2 separate regions of the Pan troglodytes genome follow, and region 1 is linked to region 2. Evidence: chromatin contacts called from public HiChIP or PLAC-seq data. All regions are on one chromosome and are shown on one strand. The core of a region is the stretch at or near the end of the contact, and the rest is flanking DNA. Distances in the headings are between cores, read along the strand shown. Region 1 holds the start of POMP (proteasome maturation protein). Region 2 holds the start of PAN3 (poly(A) specific ribonuclease subunit PAN3).

Region 1 (6,243 bases), core at 1,214-3,713, 520 kb after region 2:
AGGTTCACTCCTATTTTTTCCTTCCTTTCAAAGCCTTTCCAGTATGTGACACTACCTTAGCGTACCATTAGTGGCTTAAATGGTATCCTGGTTCCTACTTTCTCCCAATCTTAGTCTGTCCTTCATGCTGCCACCAGAATTTTTTTTTTTTAATTCCAAATGTTTGTGAAAAGACCTCCATTATCTCCTGTTGTCTATAAGAAAAAGCCCTAAACCTCAGCATACCATAGAAGGCCCTTTGTTTTGGCCCCAACCTGTCCCTCCAACCTCATCTCATTTTGCTTCACCTGCTCACCCAGAGCTCCAGCCACAGAGAAATGTTTTCCATTACTCAGATAACAACACGACTTTTCACAAATCTCTTGCCTTTACACGTTCCTCTTCCGTGAATGCTGTTTTCTCCTGCTCCCAACAACTTTCTGGTTTAGCCCCTTTCTCTATCAAGCATTTATCACACTGCATTTTATTATTTTATTATTATTATTTGAGATGGAGTCTTGCTGTGTCACCTAGGCTGGAGTGCAGTGGCGTGATCTCTGTTCACTGCAACCTCTACCTCTCGGGTTCAAGCGACTCTCGTGCCTCAGTCTCCTGAATAGCTGGGACTACAAGCATGCACCATGATGTCTGGCTAATTTTTTTTTTTTGTATCTTTAGTAGAGATGGGCTTTTGCCATGTTGGCCAGGCTGGTGTCGAACTACTGACCTCAAGTGATCTGCCTGCCTCCGGCTCCCAAAGTGCTAGGATTACAGGTGTGAGCCACTGCACCCGGCCCATGCTGCATTTTAAATATCTGTTTGCATGTCTATTTCCCCAGGAAAATATATAAGCATCTCAGGTACAGGGAATTGCCCTTTTCTTCTTTATAGCTCCAGAATCTAGTACCATGCAAATGTTCAATACATATTCATTGAACTGTAAGCAATCAGCAAATGTTAAAATGATTTTTAAGAAAAGATTCGCAGTTTTACAATTTCTCAGGTGGAATTGACGGAAAGAAAAAAAGATGCAAACGAAACACTCCAACTCAAATCTCAGGATTAAACATGGCTATTGTGAAGGACCAGAAGACACCTAAAGGACAGCATGGCAGAACACATAACATCTGGAACTTCAAAGTTGTATGACCATGGCAGTGGATATACATAACATATATGGCCTTATCATTTTCCTCTCTCAAATCCTTCGATGGCTTTTTAAAGACAAAGCCTCATCCTTAATCTTGCCTACAAAGGCTGCATAAAAAACCTGTAGCTAGGTCCCATGATGCACGCCTGTAGTTCCAATTACTCAGCCGGCTGCAGCAGGAGAATCGCTTGAGCCCAGGAGTTCAACGCAGGCCTGGGCAACATAGCTAAACCCTCTCATTATTTAAAACAAACAAACAAAAACAACAACAAAAACCACTTGCCTCCATCTACTTACAACCTCATCTCACAGTACTCTCCACTTTACTTTCTGAACTTTAGCCAGACTTAGGCCTTCTTTCCAGTTCCGTTTTTGCACAAGCAGATCTGCACGTAATGTTGTTTTAAATATCCTACTACCCCAAACTAGTTCGCTCTTATCCTTTAGCTGTCAGTCCAAAGATTCCCTAAGATGTCTCCATCCTGTGGCAGCAGACTATAAGGCCGTTTTATTACATTACATTTGAACAATACAGAATAGTGTAACGAGCATGGATTCTAGACTCATAAATATGTCCTTAGGCATATTTATTTAAGCCCTTCATGTCTCGGTTTCTTCACCTGTAAATTGTACTCGTAAGGTTACTGAAAAGATTAAAAGAGATGAAGGATGTAAGCACTTAGAACTGTGTTGATAACGCAGTTCAAAGAGCCCAACATATGTCGGTCATGATCACATTTACTTAATTTGTAGTCACTATCGTCCAGAGCCTCTCTCCCCTCTAGCCTCCGGAGTACCCCTGCTCCTCTAGCCCAGAGGCCGCAGCGGTCTGGTCCTTTTCTGTATTCCTAGCCTCAGCACAGGGTTCGGAACATACCAGGCCTTCGATATTATGTTTTTTAAAAATGACAAAAGCCTTGTGTCCCAATTTTGCTTTATTAGCCGAACGATCTCAAGCAAATCACTCAAATCACCTACGCCTCGTTTACCCTTCTGTGAAATGTAATAGCTACCTCAGAGAGATTTTGTGTTAAATAATGCGATGTACCTACAAAAGCACACTGCACATCTTAAAATGCCGTACAAACCATAGATGTTTATTAATAAACCGGAGTCCGTGTCTTCCCTCCCCTCAGGCACGTCTCGTCCCGACCCCTCCCTCCTCCCAGCCCACACCCTTACTGCGCCCTTGGCCCTGGGTCCCTTGGGATTGCAAGCGTGGGAGCCTCGGCCCCGCGCAGCTCCCTCCGGCGTCCCGCGCCCTCCTTCCTTCCTCGCCAGGACGGACGCACTTCCGGCGGATGTGGGGGCCAGCCCTCGGAAACGGAAGTGAGCGGCGGGGTCGACTGACGGTAACGGGGCAGAGAGGCTGTTCGCAGAGCTGCGGAAGATGGTGAGTGGGTACCCGGGCGGCCGGAGTTCCACGCGGGCTCGGGACCGTGGCTCGGCAGAAACAGGCAGTAGCCTCCCAACCCGTCCCCGGTGGCGGCGGCGGCGGCAGCGTGGGGCTGAGGCCGGCCTCAGGCGCCATAATCTGTCGAGTCACGGGGTTTGGGTGGGTCGTGGCTGTCGCCGGGGCCCGGCACTAGTCCCACTAGCAGCGCTTCGGCTTCATCCTGCTCCTCTTAGCTCGGTTTGCGCTCTTCCAGCCCTTAGACCCCAGCAGGCCCAGACCTCCTCCCCTTACTTGGCGCAGAAGTGGAAAAGGCAGCCGTGAAAGTGCAACGTTCTGTGGGGTGGCGCTGGCAACCCTTTCCTTGAGGGGTAACCTCTGGGAGCCCGGAGCTCTCAGACTCCTCATCTTCCCCAGCCCCCGCCCTTGTAACTGCCTGGTAAACAACCCACAACTATAGGTCGCATTTGTGTAACGCAGCTTTGCTCTACAAACTTTTTTGAGAGCTTGTAGTGTGCTAGATGTTAGAGGGGAAAATATCAGACAGTTGCTATTCCCTGTTTGCCAGTATTGTTAGTACATCTCCTCCCTCCTTCTCATCCCCACCACTTTCTCTTTCTTTTAACTTGGAAGTTGTGGTATTTGAGAAGAACACTGAGTCACCATTGCCACAGACTCTGATATCGGTACTGCTGGTAGGCCATCCATCCAAATCTAGAAAGTTTCTATTGGTAAATACTGCTAATCGTTAAAAAGTTTTTTAGGCACTCTCAAATATAACTAGTAGTTAGGTTTTCGTAGATTTGCCTTTCTCGGCTCCTTCCTTTATTAGAAACAGCAAGTACTAATCCTGATATTTTACAGAAGGAAATTGGGGAAAATGACAATAACAGAATCCAGAAGTCAGAATTCACCTTTTCTTTGTGCGTTGAAACCTTGTTACTTTACAATAAAGCAGTCCAGAAGGAGGAGAATGTTCATATAGGGAAGTAATAGAAGATACATTTGGAAAGTAACAATCACACATCTCTGCTGAAGGTCCCCAACCTCTGGTGGTTCAACAATCTTCTGACTTTATGATGGTGTGAAATCCATACACAGTCAGTAGAGGCCATATTTGAGTACCAATACAGCCATTCTGTTTTTCACTTTCAGTACAGTATTCAATAAATTACATGAGATACCCAGTACTTTTTAATAAAGTAGGCTTTGTATTAGATGATTTTGGCCAACTGTAGGCTAGTGTAAGTGTTCTGAGCACATTTAAGGTAGGCTAGGCTAAGGCCTGATGTTTAGTAGGTTAGGTGTGTTAAATGTGTTTTTGACTTTTGACATTTTCAATTTAAGATGGATTTATTAGGAAGTAACCCCATCATAAGTCAAGGAGCATTTGTAGTCCTGGTAGGAGTTCAGCTCCTTGGTGCAGATGAGTAAACAAGGCCAGAGAGGTTGGTGCTTTGCTGGCAGTCACAAAGTAGGTTAGTGACAGTCCACACTAGAGTTCAGATTCTTTTCCTCGTCCACCATGACTTCTTGTATGTAGGGGAGTTGGAACCTATTACGCAGGTTCTTTAGGTCCAGGCTAAGGAGTCTGAACTTTGTGCTTCAGACATCGATGAACCAACAAAGATTTTATAGCAGTTTTGTTGGAGGAGGTTTCATGCTTGAGGAAAACCTTGATATACAGAACTGGAAAATGGGTGAGTCTAAAGGCAGCAAGACCCAGTAGAATGCTGTTGAAGTTATCCATGTGTGATAGGCTGGGCTAGAGTGGTGTAGTGAAGAAACCCTGGAAAGGATAAAATACCTGACTAAATCAAATATACAAACGAATTAAGAAATCAGTTAAAAAGCTGACTTCTCAGAATATTTTCTTCTAGAATAATATAAAATTTGATACTAAAACTACCTGTAGCTGTTTTACATTTTTCTGCAGAATCACAGGGATATTGGACTTGAGCAACAAGTGATTTAAAGTTAGCGTCTTGGGCCATGCATGCTGGCTGACACCTGTAATTCCAGCACTTTGAGGGGTGCTGAGGCAGGAAGATCGCTTGAGCACAGGAGTTTGAGACTAGCCTGGCCAGCATAGTTGAGACCTTATCTCCACAAAAAATAAAAAAATTAGCCAGGCGTGATGTTGCACGCGTGTAGTCCCAGCTACTTGAAAGGCTGAGGCAGGAGGATCGCTTGAACCTGGGAAGTCTAGGCTGCAGTTAGCCGTGATTGCTCGACTGCATTCCAGCCTGGATGACAGAGCAAGACCCTATCTGAAAAAGTAAATAAATAAATAAATAAAGTTAGCATCTCATGCTTTGCCTGTTGTAACACCATGTTTTCTTTGCTTGTTTAATATATTTTCATAAGCTGAAGCCCCGGGAGGTAGACATGTATCTTCAGTATCTAGCAGAGTACCTGACACATAGTAGATGGCTAATAAGTATCTGGTGATTGCGCATTTCACAGTAGCGTAGGGTAATCATACACCAATACCAAATGCACTGTCTTTTTTACTTTGTTTTACACTATCCTGATTAGATACACATAGTTTTTATAGGTAGTGCTATCTTCATATAGAAACCAAACACTTTCTGAAATTCCCTTTTTTTCCCAGCTTCTCTACTTTTCTTTATCCATCCTGTCTGTTAATCCCATTTCTGTGTTGTTTTTCCTTGTCCTCAGGGAATAGTATTCCCGAGGATGCTGTCTTCAACTTTTTTATTCTGTGTTATACACTCTAACCTAAGGGAGCGGTTTTTCCAGGGGAAACAAATTCAATCATGCCATAACCTTTCAGAGGCTTTCAGTTTTGGAATAAAACCCACATTTCTTTGCACGTAAAATGTTTCACTTTTGTATTTCATCAGCCTTTACTTCTGCCTTACTGGAAACATATTTAGCCAGTTATCTCAAACTACCTGAAGCTTGTTCATTTATATTTTCTTGCCTTTATTCATGTTATTTTTCCCTGGAATGCCTTTCAAACTGACAGCATTCAGAGATCACCTCAGGAATCCTTCCCACTTTTAAATTTGGTATTTTCATTGTACCATGTGTGTCTCTATCATATCATAATGTTTAAGGCTTGCTGTAATTTGTCTAGTCTGGACTTTTTGAGGGGCTCTTATTTTTCTGTCTCCTACTTAATATTTTTGACACAGCTGTCTGGGTGTGTGTTTAAATTTTTTTTCTATTTAATAATGTTTTTTATTTGTGTTGTAGAATGCCAGAGGACTTGGATCTGAGCTAAAGGACAGTATTCCAGTTACTGAACTTTCAGCAAGTGGACCTTTTGAAAGTCATGATCTTCTTCGGAAAGGGTATATGGGGGAGTTATGACTTTGATTTTGTTATGTTTCTGTGAATTTTCACAATATTCTTTAAGTATTTTGATAGGCTATACGTGTGTATTTAGTTGGCAGATGGCAAGTAATATACCTTACATGGGGTGCAGAGGGGAAGAGCCTTAGATATTTTCTGTAGTGGAAGAGGTGTCTCATCAAAGTAGTAGGTTCCCAATTAGAGCGTCCTCCTAGGCAGTGGTGCCCATTAGCATGATTTGGTAGGATTCTTTTTATTTATTTTTTTGCTACTGATAACTTAGCCATTTGCCTTCTTGTCTTAACTATTAGAGTAATTCGCTTTTCTTTGGGAGGCACTAGAACATAGCAGTTGAGAGATTAAACTCTGGATTCAGTCGGCCTGGGTTTGGATCGTGGCT
Region 2 (6,828 bases), core at 3,862-6,361:
TTAACAGACAGTAAAAGACAAAGTTTTTTTTTTTTTTTTCGGGAGCTTCATTTTATTAATAGTATATCTTATTAAGATTCTTGCTTTTTACAGAAAAGTTGTAAAGATTAAGAAAAAAAATTCTGGCCAGGCGCGGTGGCTCATGCCTGTAATCCCAGCACTTTGGGAGGCCAAGGCGGGTGGATCACTTGAGGTCAGGAGTTCGAGACCAGCCTGGCCAACATGGAGAAACCCCGTCTCTACTAAAAATACAAAATTAGCTGGGAGTGGTGGCGCATGCCTGTAATCCCAGCTACTCAGGAGGCTGAGGCAGGAGAATGGCGTGAACCCGGGAGGTGGAGCTTGCAGTGAGCCGGGATTGCGCCACTGCACTCTAGCCTGGGCGACAGAGTGAGACTCCGTCTCAAAAAAAAGAAAAAAAAAAATTCTTGCTTTAATACATATATTTTTCAGCAAGTCTCCTGATTTAAAGTTTTTCATCCAAGTATAAATTAGAAAATCTAAACTGAAATAAACATAGTCTTTGAAATAGTAAAATCAATTATTAATAGAGAATTATCCGATTTAAGATTATAATGGTCATATTTCACATACAAATATTAGTTTCTGGAGTAGGGGGTGCTTAACCAACAGAAGTGGTAATAGTGAGCTTTGCTAAGTTAAAGGTACTTCTATACGGCTGGTGGTAGTTGTATGGGATGATACCAATGATATACTAGATTGTCAGGGCCATTTCCAAGATATAATTAATTTCAAAATCATATTTGCCTTTAATGTATTTCACAAGAATATAATAAATATGAGCATCTTGAAATCCTTTGAAAACTTGTATAGAAAGGTAACAAATTGCTTTTACTGCCATAAACACTAAAAAAACCTATGTAGTATATACCAGAACATAAGTATGATGATAATGATGAAAGACTATGTCTTCTATAAAGGGTTATAGATACATTAAAAAATCTTTTTTTTGAGACGTAGTCTTGCTCTGTCACCCAGGCTGGAGTGCAGTAGCACGATCTTGGCTCACTGCAACCTCTGCCTCCCAGGTTCAAGTGATTCTCGTGCCTCAGCCTCCCGAGTAGCTGGGATTATAGGCACTTGCACCAACACGTCTGGCTAACTTTTGTATTTTTAGTAGAGATGGGGTTTCACCATGTTGGCCTGGCTGTTCTGGAACCCTGGCCTCAAGTGATTCGCCTGCCTTGGACTCCCAAAATGCTGGGATTACAGGCGTGGGTCACCGCGCCTGGCCAAAAAATCTGTCATGTATCAGTTATTTATCACTGCCACAAATAGGAAGGTTTTTGCTTCTAGTGCACCCAAAATTTGTCAACAAGATTAAATTAAGCAGTTGCTAGTAACTTTGTATAAAATTATAGAGCTTAGTGCATAAGGAACATACTTTACAAATATGTAAGAAATGTATTTATACATATGCAGCAAATTTCATTTCTAGGACTCAAAAACAGTCAACTCTCATTTATCCACATGCAGTTTCCACTCTATCTTAAGGGATAATTTTTATTTTTTTTAGACAGGGTCACCTTTTTTTCACCAGGTGACACCAGGGTTGCTGTCACCTAGGCTGTCACTGCAGCCTCGACCTCCTGGCCCAAGCAATCCTCCCACCTAAGCCTCCCAAGTAGCTGTGACCACAGAATGCCACCATGCCCAGCTAATTTTTTTTGTAGAGACAGTGTTTCCCTATGTTGCCTAGGCTGGTCTCAGAACTTCTGAGCCAAGTGATTCTCCTGCCTTGGCCTCCTAAAGTGTTAGGATTATAAGTGTGAGCCACATGCTTGTCCTTAAGGGAGAATTTTTAAGACTCAGGCTGCTATCACTAATATAATAATTAACCATTCAGAAAATGTGAAGTTTTCCTCTCAATCTTTATTATTATTAATTTTGAGACGGAGTCTCGCTCTGTTGCCCAGGCTGGAATGCAATGGCGCAATCTCGGCTCACTGTAACCTCCGCCTCCCAGGTTCAAGCAATTCTCCTGCCTCAGCCTCCCGAGAAGCTGGGATTACAGGTGCCTGCCACCATGCCTAGCTAATTTTCTGTATTTTTGGTAGAGACGGGGTTTCACCATGTTGGTCAGGCTGGTCTCAAACTCCTTACCTCAAGTGATCCACCCACTTCCGCCTCCCAAAGTGCTAGGATTACAGGTGTGAGCCAATGCGCTTGGCCTCAATTATTAGCATTTAATAGAAATTAACATTACCCTTTAGCAATGTAGTCTCTGTTGCTGGGGAAATGCTGTTGGAGGTCAAATATACATTTTATGAATAATTTATGGATTATTTGCAGTTTTGGATGTAATCTTCATTAACATGAAAATAACTTAGAGTTGACTACATATTTATTTTTAGTAAAGGAATACTCAACAATGAACCCTGCTTAAAAAGACAACCCTACTATAGGAATAAGTAGTTGTCTCCTAAAAAAGTGTGGAGATATGAAATGTGTGGCAAATAAGTTTATTTTTTATTTATTGACCGAGAGGGTCTCACTGCTGTGCAGGTTGGCATGAAATGGCACCTTCAAAGCTCACTGCATCCTGGAACTCCTGAGCCCAAATGATCCTCTGCCTCAGCCTCCCCAGTAGCTAGGACTATAGGCAAGTGCCTCTACACCTGGCTAATTTTTAAATTGTTTTGTACAGACAGGGTCTTGCTAGTTTTCCCAAGAGGGTCTTGAACTCCCGGACTCAAGTGATCCTCTTGCCTTGGCTTCCTTCCAAAGCAGTGAGGTTAGAGGTGTGAGCCACTGTGCCCTGCCATGTTGACTTTTAAAAACCCTGTAATAACTTCCAATTATCCTCAAGAAAAAGTTCAATTCTTTTTTTTTTTTTTTTTGAGACGGAGCCTTGCTCTGTCGCCCAGGCTAGAGGGCAGTGGTGAGATCTCACTGCAACCTCTGCCTTCCGGGTTCAAGCAATTCTTCTGTCTCAGCCTCCCGAGTAGGTGAGATTACAGGCGCCTGCCACCACACCCAGCTAATTTTTGTATTTTTAGCAGAGACGGGGGTTTCACCATGTTGGCCAGGCTGGTCTTGAACTCCTGACCTCGTGATCTGCTCGCCTCAGCCTCCCAAAGTGCTGGGATTACAGGCGTGAGCCACTGCGCCTGGCCAAAAGTTCAATTCTTTAACATGGCCCTACAAGGACTTTTGTGGACTCTGCTCCATTTTCCACTATCACTGTATTCTAACAATAAAAGCTGTTTGCCTAGAATGCTCTTTGATTATACACTGACTACCACTAGCAGCAATACTACTTTTTTTTCGAGATGGAGTCTCGCTCTGTCGTCCAGACTGGCGTGCAATGGCGAGATCTCGGCTCACTGCAACCTCTGCTTCCCAGGTTCAAGTGATTCTTATGTCTCAGCCTCCCCAGTAGCTGGGATCACAGGCGCTCGCCACCACGCCCAGTAATTTTTTTGTATTTTTGTAGAGACGGTGTTTCACCAGGTTGGCCAGACTGGTCTCGAACTCCTAATCTCAGGTGATCCACCCGCCTTGGCCTCCCAAAGTGCTGGGATTACAGGCGTGAGCCACTGCGCCTGGCCAATACTATTAATAATAGTTACAACCTACCGAATTCTTACTAGGCATGGGACAGTTTATATACATTATTAGTTATACTTTATGAAGTAGGTACTATTCTTAATCCAGGTGTACAGACAAGGCACAGAGAAATGAAGCAATTAACTGAGAGGAACACAGCTATTAAAGTGTAGGCACTTTAATCTGTTTCAATCCAGATCTGTCTGAATTCAATGATGTTCCCAAACTTGGAACGTGAAAGTATCAACTTTCTCCAAGAAGTCTAACATGTTTAATATCCTCTAATAGCAAATGTGATAAGGTTAGCACTTAAGACACTGGTTTACAACGGACCTGTGTACTTGATGCCTCCCCAACCGGAAGATAAGCCATCTGAACTCACTTAAGGCGGCATGTTCACTTTTGCTTCCCCAGCTCCACAGTTAAGTGTACCACAGTTTCTGGTACACGTAATGCGTGTTAATAAAGATTTGTTGAATAATCAAATAAGCGAAACTGCTTTTAAACAGAAAGCCATAATACAATGTTATTACCTTCGAATTTGGCTAGAGAACATCACCAAGCTTATCAGTTTGTGATCTAGACTCCACTTTTCCCCATTTTTTTCAGTGTGCTACTTTTGCTTATATCCATTCTTCTGTGACTTTGTTTGCCACAATTCCTTAAATACTTCCACCCCTTCTTTTCATAACAGCGATCTGCCGTTTGTGAACCTCTTTTACAGAGAAAAACTAGAATGTTACTTTTCCTTTCATAGCAATTCCTTAAAATTTCTGAAAGCCTTTAAAAGGGTATTAGCGCAAACATCAGAGATCGCTGAGGTTAAAACTATCTTTTAAAAATGAATTTCACCGTCTCAAAAAAAATAAAAATGAATTTCAAATCAAGGCTAGCTGATTGGAGAAAAGCAACCTAGTATATTTATAAAGGTCTTCCAGTGCTGTCTAAGCAGTGTTGTCCCAGGTGGCATCCTATTTTTCATAATTTACCGAAGGCCCTTGGTAATATAAATACAGAGAATAACAGGTGCTGCACTGAGCAGGGGGTCTGTCTAAATCAACCTTTTTGGCTCCATTTTTTGACAAAGGGCCAAGAGGTTAGCGTAATCGGTCCAGTAGTTCTCATTACCTTCGAGGGGAAGGGGAAAGAGGAGAGGGGCGAAGAAAGGAAACGGGGAGAGGAAGTGTGGCAAATAGAAGATATTCTTCAGGTAGAGCCAGGGCTCGGGCCGCGTCCCCAGGTGGCCCCTCCAAACGACCGTTTACGTTGTCAATTTTCTCTTTTCAATGAAAAAAAAAAAAAAGACATCTGGCTTTTTAAGTAAGAGAATATACAAATAAGGAAGGTATCAGGTCTCGTGAGAACTTCGGCGCCAGATCCGCGTCCGGAACGCCACCCAGAGCCGCCGGTCCAACCGCCGATAGCTCGCGGATGCCCCCGGGGGCCCGACGCCGGCCAGGCTTCCCCTAGCGCTCCTGCTACCCATAAGCCCTCGCGTCTCGGCGCGCACGCGCAGCGGCGACGGCCGTCTCAGGAAGAGGAAAATGGAATAAACAACTCGGAGGAACCAGAGCGCGAGAGAGCGAGTGGAGGCAGAATTTAAAAATAAACCGGCCCCTCCGCCTTCCCCACCCGCTTGCCGCTGCCGCTCCCTGTTCCCCTGCCCGCGCCCTCGAAGTCCCCGTCTGGGCCCGCGCGCCCACCCCGTCGTCCCGCGCGGCCCCTTTAAGAAAAGAGAACGAGAGAGTGAGTGAGAGAATCCCAACTCTCCCCCTACCCTCCCTCCTTCTACCCCCTCCTCCCTCCCCTCTCCCCTCCCCCTTCTCCCCGGGCGGCTCCGGCTCCCGCAGCGGGACAGACCCACCCGCCCAGGCTTTTATCCGGCACCGGCAGCGTCTTCCTTTCCTCCCCCGTCTATGGTGGCGGCGGCGGCGGCGGCTCCTCGGGCGGCGGCGGAAGACGAGGCTGCGGCGTTGCCATGAACAGTGGCGGCGGCCTCCCGCCCACCTCGGCCGCCGCCTCCCCTTCCTCCTCCTCGCTGGCGGCGGCGGTGGCGGTGGTGGCCCCGCCGGGGGTCGGGGGTGTCCCCGGCGGGGCGGCGGTAGGAGTGAAGCTGAAGTACTGCCGCTACTACGCTAAGGATAAGACTTGCTTCTACGGGGAGGAGTGTCAGTTCCTGCATGAGGACCCTGCCGCCGGGGCTGCCCCGGGCCTCGGCCTCCATAGCAACAGCGTCCCCCTGGCTCTGGCTGGTGCACCCGTGGCCGGCTTTCCGCCGGGAGCCGTCGCGGGCGGGGGAGCTGGGCCGCCCCCCGGGCCCAAGAAGCCGGACCTGGGGGACCCGGGGACCGGAGCCGCAGCCGGCGGAGGAGGCAGCAGCGGGGGACTCGATGGACCGCGCCTGGCAAGTGAGTGTTTTGCGGGCGGGGCGGGCCGCGGCGGCGGAGGGCAGGCCTGGGCCGGATGAGGCCCTGCTGCCGACGGGAGCTGAGCACGGCCCGCGGACTCCCCCCCTCACCTCCCAAAGCGGTCTGAGAGGCCTAGGCCGGGCCTGAGCCCTCCTTCCTTCTTCCTGCTTCCCCTCCCCACTGCCTTCGGCAAGTCGGAGAGCGCTGGGAGGTTGGGTTCCCGGGAACGTGGGTGGGAGGACTGGGGTGATGTGAGGTGGGGGCGGGGAGGAAGGGGGATGGGCTGTGGCGTGCGGAGTGTGAGAAAGGGGGTGTCGTTTCCGGGGGGTGTGGAAAGGGGCTGGGTTTGCAGGCACATGTGTTTTGCGTGTCCTTGTGGAGTGGCGTCTGCAGAGTGTTGAGGTTCCCTAGTGGGGAGGGGTGTGTTTGTGTGTGTGTGTGCGTGTGTGTGTGTGTGTGTGTAGGGGGCGGGAGGTGAGGGGCGGGCTTAAGGCTTCGTGGAGTAGGTTGAAAGAACGGAAAAAGTTTGTAGAAGGCTTGCGGGAGAAAGGTTTTGCAGGCAGGAAATGCTTTCTAAGGATTAGGAGGGAGCGGACTGTCGCGTTCAAAGTGTGCTCAGGTTTAATCGAGAGTTTAGAGTAGGGATTTCACAAAGACGCATTTCATCTGAGTTTCCCTGAAAGCTAGAATAAGTTTGCTGGTGTCAGCTGGGATCCTGTCTTCTATAGCTTTGTATCAAGCAAACTCTTAGCATTGTGTCTTGAATGCATGTCATGTGCAGCCTGCGTTTATGTGCGACTGAGCACTTGGGTGGGGACATCTTAAGGCTGTTTATATTTCTTTTTCATGT

The links. HiChIP or PLAC-seq counts read pairs in DNA pulled down with a chosen protein or histone mark.
Region 1: an H3K4me3 HiChIP or PLAC-seq map of stem cell-derived excitatory neurons shows a contact between it and region 2, with 4 times the contacts expected there. The contact joins the promoter of POMP here to the promoter of PAN3 in region 2. A contact is called at or near these places in 1 of 7 Hi-C or Micro-C datasets (stem cell-derived neural progenitor cells) and 1 of 1 datasets of contacts at active chromatin or transcription factors (stem cell-derived excitatory neurons).

The regions. Positions count from the first base shown.
Region 1 is chr14:27,826,189-27,832,431 of NHGRI_mPanTro3-v2.0_pri, forward strand. It overlaps POMP (proteasome maturation protein), which reads left to right and starts at 2,464. Exons shown (of 6, transcript NM_001251996.1): 1 at 2,464-2,522; 2 at 5,745-5,842. The coding sequence starts at 2,520.
Region 2 is chr14:27,299,596-27,306,423 of NHGRI_mPanTro3-v2.0_pri, forward strand. It overlaps PAN3 (poly(A) specific ribonuclease subunit PAN3), which reads left to right and starts at 5,112. Exons shown (of 18, transcript XM_009426786.4): 1 at 5,112-5,978. The coding sequence starts at 5,549.